Linked DNA regions of Triticum aestivum: region 1 is linked to region 2. Evidence: chromatin contacts called from public Hi-C data. All regions are on one chromosome and are shown on one strand. The core of a region is the stretch at or near the end of the contact, and the rest is flanking DNA. Distances in the headings are between cores, read along the strand shown. Region 1 holds the start of LOC123154802 (protein ENHANCED DISEASE RESISTANCE 2). Region 2 has its middle 58 kb from the start of LOC123152017.

The links. Hi-C and Micro-C count contacts between places; a contact is called where the count stands out from the background.
Region 1: a contact with region 2 is called in a Hi-C map of leaf, with 3 times the contacts expected there. The contact joins the promoter of LOC123154802 here to the enhancer-like site in region 2. A contact is called at or near these places in 2 of 5 Hi-C or Micro-C datasets (both in leaf).

Annotation. Positions count from the first base shown.
Region 1 is chr7A:24,236,743-24,239,868 of IWGSC CS RefSeq v2.1, reverse strand. It overlaps LOC123154802 (protein ENHANCED DISEASE RESISTANCE 2), which reads right to left and starts at 1,581. Exons shown (of 22, transcript XM_044573435.1): 1 at 1,054-1,581; 2 at 225-299. The coding sequence starts at 1,341.
Region 2 is chr7A:24,173,043-24,176,266 of IWGSC CS RefSeq v2.1, reverse strand. No RefSeq gene overlaps it. Among protein-coding and RNA genes, the nearest start is that of LOC123152017, 58 kb to the right of the region's middle. Within about 2 kb of position 1,361, at least 3 of the 8 cell types and tissues checked have an H3K27ac peak or open chromatin away from gene starts, as enhancers often do. A contact at or near this core is called in leaf, where this site is marked.

The sequences.
Region 1 (3,126 bases), core at 332-2,831, 63 kb before region 2:
TATTCTGCTCAGAAGTACAATCCTCAAAAGTAAGGATACCAATTTTTCTGACTCTAATGGCAGAGATTTTATTCAAGATTAAAAGCTAACGACAAGTGAATTTCATGTGCAAGGAACTAACACACCTAGTGCTCTCGACCAGCATTAATTGGCACGCTCATTCTATAAGGCATATAAGCATATTACTATTTGATGAAGTAAACAAAAGGGAAGAGCGGACTTACTTGTCCATGATGTGTTTTAAGCCCTCTATCCTCCACTCTGCAGTTCCCATCTACGTGAAGAGACTTAAGTGGCACCTGCACATCCACAAGATTTGCTCCAGAAAGTTAAATGCAAGCACCATGCCCCTGTTGCGGAATATACCACTCAAACAATGTACTGGTATCAAATTGTCACGTTTTTTTCATTGTATTGGAAACCTCTTGCTAAGGCTCGAACAAAGAGGAATGCAGCTAACTGAAACTTGTCGGTTCCCACAGAAACAGGGGAATTTGTTCCAAGCACTCTTACCCTTAACCCCATCTATGTGCTGTCCATCTATGAAAACAGCACCTTACAAGATAACAGTAGACTCTATTATTGGAACAGTAAAAGAGGTCATCCATGTGCTCCAGGCACATCAAGCAAGTTGCTCACATGATTCACAGGAAAAAGAAAAACCCCACAAATTCAAAGAAAAAGCGCTTAGTCAAGAGCAGTTTAACTTATAATGAAAAAATTCGTTCAGCTTCAGAGTTTACAACTGACACCAGCTCACTGCACGAGGAAACATTGAATTCAACCCAGCAGATCCTGGCCTAACTATGGCACCGAACTGCTCTCCGCCCAAAGTTATTTACCGCAAGTAGAACTGACAACCGATTGAATCCCCCGATCGCCCTCCCCCGCTCCACCCAAATTGGCCAGAGCGCACCACGAGCTCGGAAAAATCCCGCTGAAAACTCGCCGGGGAGCAACCGGAGCTCTCCCCGGAAGGTGGACCGCGACCCCAACGACTCCGACAAGCTAATAACTGCACAGTATGGAGCTCTGAAGCTGTGGAGCACCTACCATGTTGTTGTCCTTGGGCTGCTTCTTGTAGTAGGCGAGGAGCTTGTTGTCGAGCACGAAGTAGCGGGTGTGGAAGAAGGACCTCCCGATCTTCCGCCGCCCGTACCGCACCATCCACCCCTCGTGCCGCACCGCCGCGGCGTCGGCGCCGCCCATGGGCGGCAGCAGCAGCTCCCCGCTCCGCGCCTTCGCCGCGGCCGTGGACGGGGCGGGGGCCGGCCTCGGGGGAGGGGCGTCCGCTCCGCACGTCCGCCCGAGCTCTCCGCTCCTCGAAGCCGACGAGCTCATCGTCCTCGGCCCGCGTGGGGGTGGAGCTCGGTCGTCTGTCTCGCCTCGGCGGCCTGGTCAGTGAGCCATTGCCCGGGTAGGCGGGGAGGAGGAGGAGGAGACGGGGAGCCCTGGGGTAGGCCGGCAGCCGGAGTCCGGCGAGGCGAGGCGCGGCGGCGGAGGAGGAGGGGGGAGCGGGGAGAGGACGGCGGCGAGAGTTTGTTTTTGTTTCTTTCGGAAATCCAGGCGGGGATAGCTAGACCGGAATTAATTACTGTAGTCTTAAATAAAATCCACTAAATTATTGATTTTTTTAGGGACCCTAAATTATTGATTTCGTGTTGGCAGCTTTTGTTTCCAGCTCTCCTACTACTGCTTCTCCTTTTGCTACTTTTCTCTGTAGCACCTCGTGTCTAAGTCAAATTACTCGTTGTGCAGTCCGCCCCTCTTCCTAAGATTTTGGGAATTCTTCCCTTTCCAGTTGCAAAGTGTAGAGTGTAGTACATACTTAAAAAAAAGCAGAGCTGTATTATAAAAGTTTGCTGCAAGTACAAAAACACGCAAAAAAATATAATGAACCGAGGTTCTTGGACCATCGAACGACCACTATTGTCCGTTGACGCACCGATGCCATCACTTCTGTACCGGAGCCGGCTTGTCTTTGTCGATGACATCTAGGAGGTCTTCGTGCTCGTGCCACTAAGGACTAGCGCCTCGGAACCGCAGTCGTAATCATTGAACCCTTGAATCGATCTTTAGTGTCTGATACTAGATTTCATCGTCGCGCATGTATGATGAAAACCCTAACCTTGCCGCTCTAAGAGGACGGTTGAAATTTGTGTCGAAGCTTCGTTACTCATCCTGGCAGACAAATTTGAGGAGGATAGATTTCTGGAAGACCAACTCAAAGATGAAGCGCCGCCCATGCAAGGATTAAAAAACGCTAAACTAAACTACTAACCGGCTCTGAACCACCGGAATTGCCGTTCTCGCCACCAGCCGCCGAAGTGACGGGCAGAGCGGAAGAGAATCTACGGGCTGGTTGGTGAGAGGGAAGAGAACCCCGCCTTAGTGCCTACGCGTCAGGGGAAGGAAAAGATGTGTGGCCTTCTAACCCATATCGTCCTAACAATGCACTCTTAGATCTTAGACGGTACATTGTTACGTGTGTTGCGCTTTAGAATAAATGAATATCACGTATACTTGTGTGAAAATAAGGAACTTAACATAGCCGACAATTGTGTTTTCTATATAAAATAGTATAGATGTGGATCAACTTTATCTATTAATTGAAAACATGTCATCTACCTCTCTTAACTTTTATAAAACATTTTAGGTCTTCAGGTTTACAGAGGCGGCGGCGGCGGGGGGGGGGGGGGGGGGGGGGGTGGTTATTGGTGTACTCCACTTTCGATGGCATGTCGTGCCGCCCAGTGGCGAATCTACAAAAAAATAGGCCTTGAAAGTAGTAGTCAAGGCTAATCTTCTATATCTAAATATGAAAGGATCGATATAGTTGACTAGAGGGGGGTGAATAGGCAACTACCAATTTTTAGCTTTTCTTTACCAAATTAACCTTTGCATCAAAGTAGGTTGTCTAGATGTGCAACTAGGTGAACAACCTATGTGATGCAACAACAACAAGCACACAAGCAAGCAAGGGAACAAACACTAAAGAGCTTGCACAAGTAAAGGTAAGAGATAACCAAGAGTGGATCCGGTGAAGACGAGGATGTGTTACCGAAGTTCCTTCCTTTTGAGGGGAAGTACGTCTCCGTTGGAGCGGTGTGGGGGCACAATGCTCCC
Region 2 (3,224 bases), core at 112-2,611:
ATGCTACGGGATCGCAGCAACTCCTTGCGTCACGCCAGGATGTGGTAGATCGAGACAGAGGGGAATAACTTGGGGAGGAAGAAGGGGCACAGAGGAAGGCTTGGGATTAAAGACAACAGTATTCAGTTTATAGATCGATGCCTGCCTCTCCTCGCACTAGCCTATAAGTAGACGTCATTATAGGCCCCACTGGGCCGGCCCATCAGGCCACTCACGCACACACTCGTGGGCACAGCCCAGGTCGTTAATCTGTCACTTGGTCAGTGCCTGGCTCGGTGGATAAACCAAAGGGAAACAACACGCATGAAACGATGGCTTGCTTGCTGATGACCCATGATCGTGGCACTGATAGAATGAGAGGCGTCCCAGGAGGGCAACCCTGAAAGCTCCATATATTGTGTAATTTCAATAAACAGTTAATCACAAGGCATATTCTCATCCTGTCATGGCTAGGTGCCATACTGTCATGGTATCTAGGAGTATTTACTTCTAGGACTTAAAGTGAGCGTGTCAAAAATAGGAGAAACTGGGTCAAGATGAGAAAAAAAAAAGACCTTTCCCCCTGTTTTTAAAGAAGAAGTGACATCCATTAGACGTCTTAGATTTGGCAATTATTAACGAAAACTATAGCTAGTATAAAAAAAAGATGAGGTGAATCTAAACGTGCTAGAAACACGCACATGAGAACGGGTGCTACTATGTCTTGCTTCTTTTTTTTTTTAGAGTTCTTTGTCTTTTTTTAGAACTCTTTGTCTTTATTTTAGAACTCTTTGTCTTGCTTATAGTGAGCGAGATGGAGCTGTCCAGGGGTGAGTGAACAAGCACAACACTCCGATATATATACTGATTGGTTTGGAAAGTTTTTATTTTCTTTTTTGCGGGTGATTGGTTTGGAAAGCTAATTATAGCAAAATAGTGGCGCTGGCCAGGGGTTGACGTGTTGGGCCAATCATATGCATGCACCTTGCTTGCTATTGGTTCTTTTTGGAGTATCAATCTCTACTTTTTTGAATAAAAGAGGTAAAGCTATCAATCCTCTCAATCCATAGCTTAATTCTGGCCAAATAGTACTTGGCAGATCTCGGTCGGCGCATGGAAGAACGTTCTCCGCCTCATCACATGCATGTGGGGTTGTCGTTCCACTGGCATGCGCGCGGTGCACGGATCTCCGGGGGCGGCAACGTGCGTGCATGCGCGCCAACGGACGACCGACGTGCATGCATGCGCCACCGACCGGCCGGCCGACAATCACCAACTGTTGGTGAACATGTATGCGTGCACTTGGCCGTCTGGACACCGCGAGCGAGCTGGCCAGCTGGATGGATTTACCTGGCCACTGTCACTGTGCAATCACTGGTGCAGAGCTTGGATAACTCTTGGAAAGGCGAATGCTGGCGACGGGTGACGACGGTGATTGATTGCCACGAGAGGGGAGATCGAGGCCACGAGGTCAAAAGAAACCCCGTCAGGAGAAAAGCAAAGTGGAAAGTGATTTGAGCGAGCCGAGACATGGTATCTATTGACTACTAGGACTTCGAGTGAGTGCGTCCAAAAATAAGAGAAACTGGGTCAAGATGAGAAGAAGAAGAAAATATCTTTTTCGCCTCTGTTTAAAGAAGAAAGGACAACCAAAAGACATATTTGATTTGACAATTATTAAGGAAAACAATAGCTAATTAAAAAATAAAGAAAACAATAAAGAAACACAGAGAAATAACACAAAAAGGGAAACACATGGAAACCAATAAAGAAACACAAAAAAAAACACATGGATATTTCTAAAACTAGTCCACATAAGCTTCCAAACAAATTTTGGTTTTACGATCCTTTGTCAACTTCGCAAACATTTTATTAAATTCATTAAAAAATGTAAAAGTTTACAAATAGTTTTAAAATTCATGAACTTTTCCTTGAATCATGAATATTTTCAATTTTTCCTAACATTTGTTTTGCAATGATTAACAAATTATGAAATCGCAATATTTTTATTTCACAAACACTCAATTTCGACAACATTTTATGAATGTCATGAACTCTAACGCGCCTGGTGGGGCCAGCTCTTGTGGGTCGGCTCAACAGCGCAGGTGCTCACTTTGTTGACCATGACCATTGACTTTTTAAAAAATAGCACGGGCTAGGAAAAAGTTCACGCAATAGAAAAACCAATCTTTAATATTAAAGTAGTTCTTGAATTTGAAAAAATGTTCACGAATTTGAGAAAGATCACAAATTTGAAAAAAAGTCATGAAATTGACAAAAAAAATGTGAATTATAAAAAAGCTCGCAAATATGAAAAACTTCTTGCATATGAAAAAGATCACAAAATTTTAAACATTTCACGGTTTTGACTATAACTTCACGAATATGAGAAAAGTTTGTGGTTTAAAAAAAGGCTAAAAAGTCATAAATGAGTAAGTACTAGCACACATGCCCGTGCGTTGCAACTGGATAATAAAATTACATGCCTCTAGCTCAATTTAAGAATGGATCAAGACCCCCACATGACCATATTCTCTAGTTCAGCATGACACCCTTTAATTAGAGCCAAACCAGTAGACTCTGTTGTATTGACAAGTGCCCATAATTTCTTTCAAGTACAATTAACCTGCATATTCTTTTTTTATTGGCATATGGAAGCAATCACCGCTAATAATTTATGGCGCCCCTTATTCTGAACAAGCCGCTTAGCTCGATGTGCCAGATGCGGAGACGGCCCAGGATGGGAGTGATCGAACTCACAACCTTAAAGACCCGACCACATGTTGCTAGACACTCAAACAACACGTCCTGCTAACCAATGGTCAGCGTGAACATTACAGAATATAATGAAACGTCCGCTTCAAAACATTTTTATTTATTTTTTGATCTTTTTAGACATTGATTACTATCAACTGCCAGATATACTTGACAACATGAACACTTTTCCAAATTACAAGCATTTTTTTGAAAATTCCGTACATTTTAAAAACCACGCACAAAATTTTGAACGGAACATTTGTTGAAATTCACAAACATTTCTTAAAAGCAAGAATATTTTATAAAGTACGATATTTTTTTAATTTGTTTACAATTTTGGAAAATGGGAACATATTTTGAACATATAGAAGAAATTTAGAAAATGTGTCTTTTAATGCAAAAACATCTTCAACTTTCTCAACATATCACTAAAAGAAGAATATTTTTCAAATTTGTAACATTTTTAAATCTTCAACAAATTCGGTAAA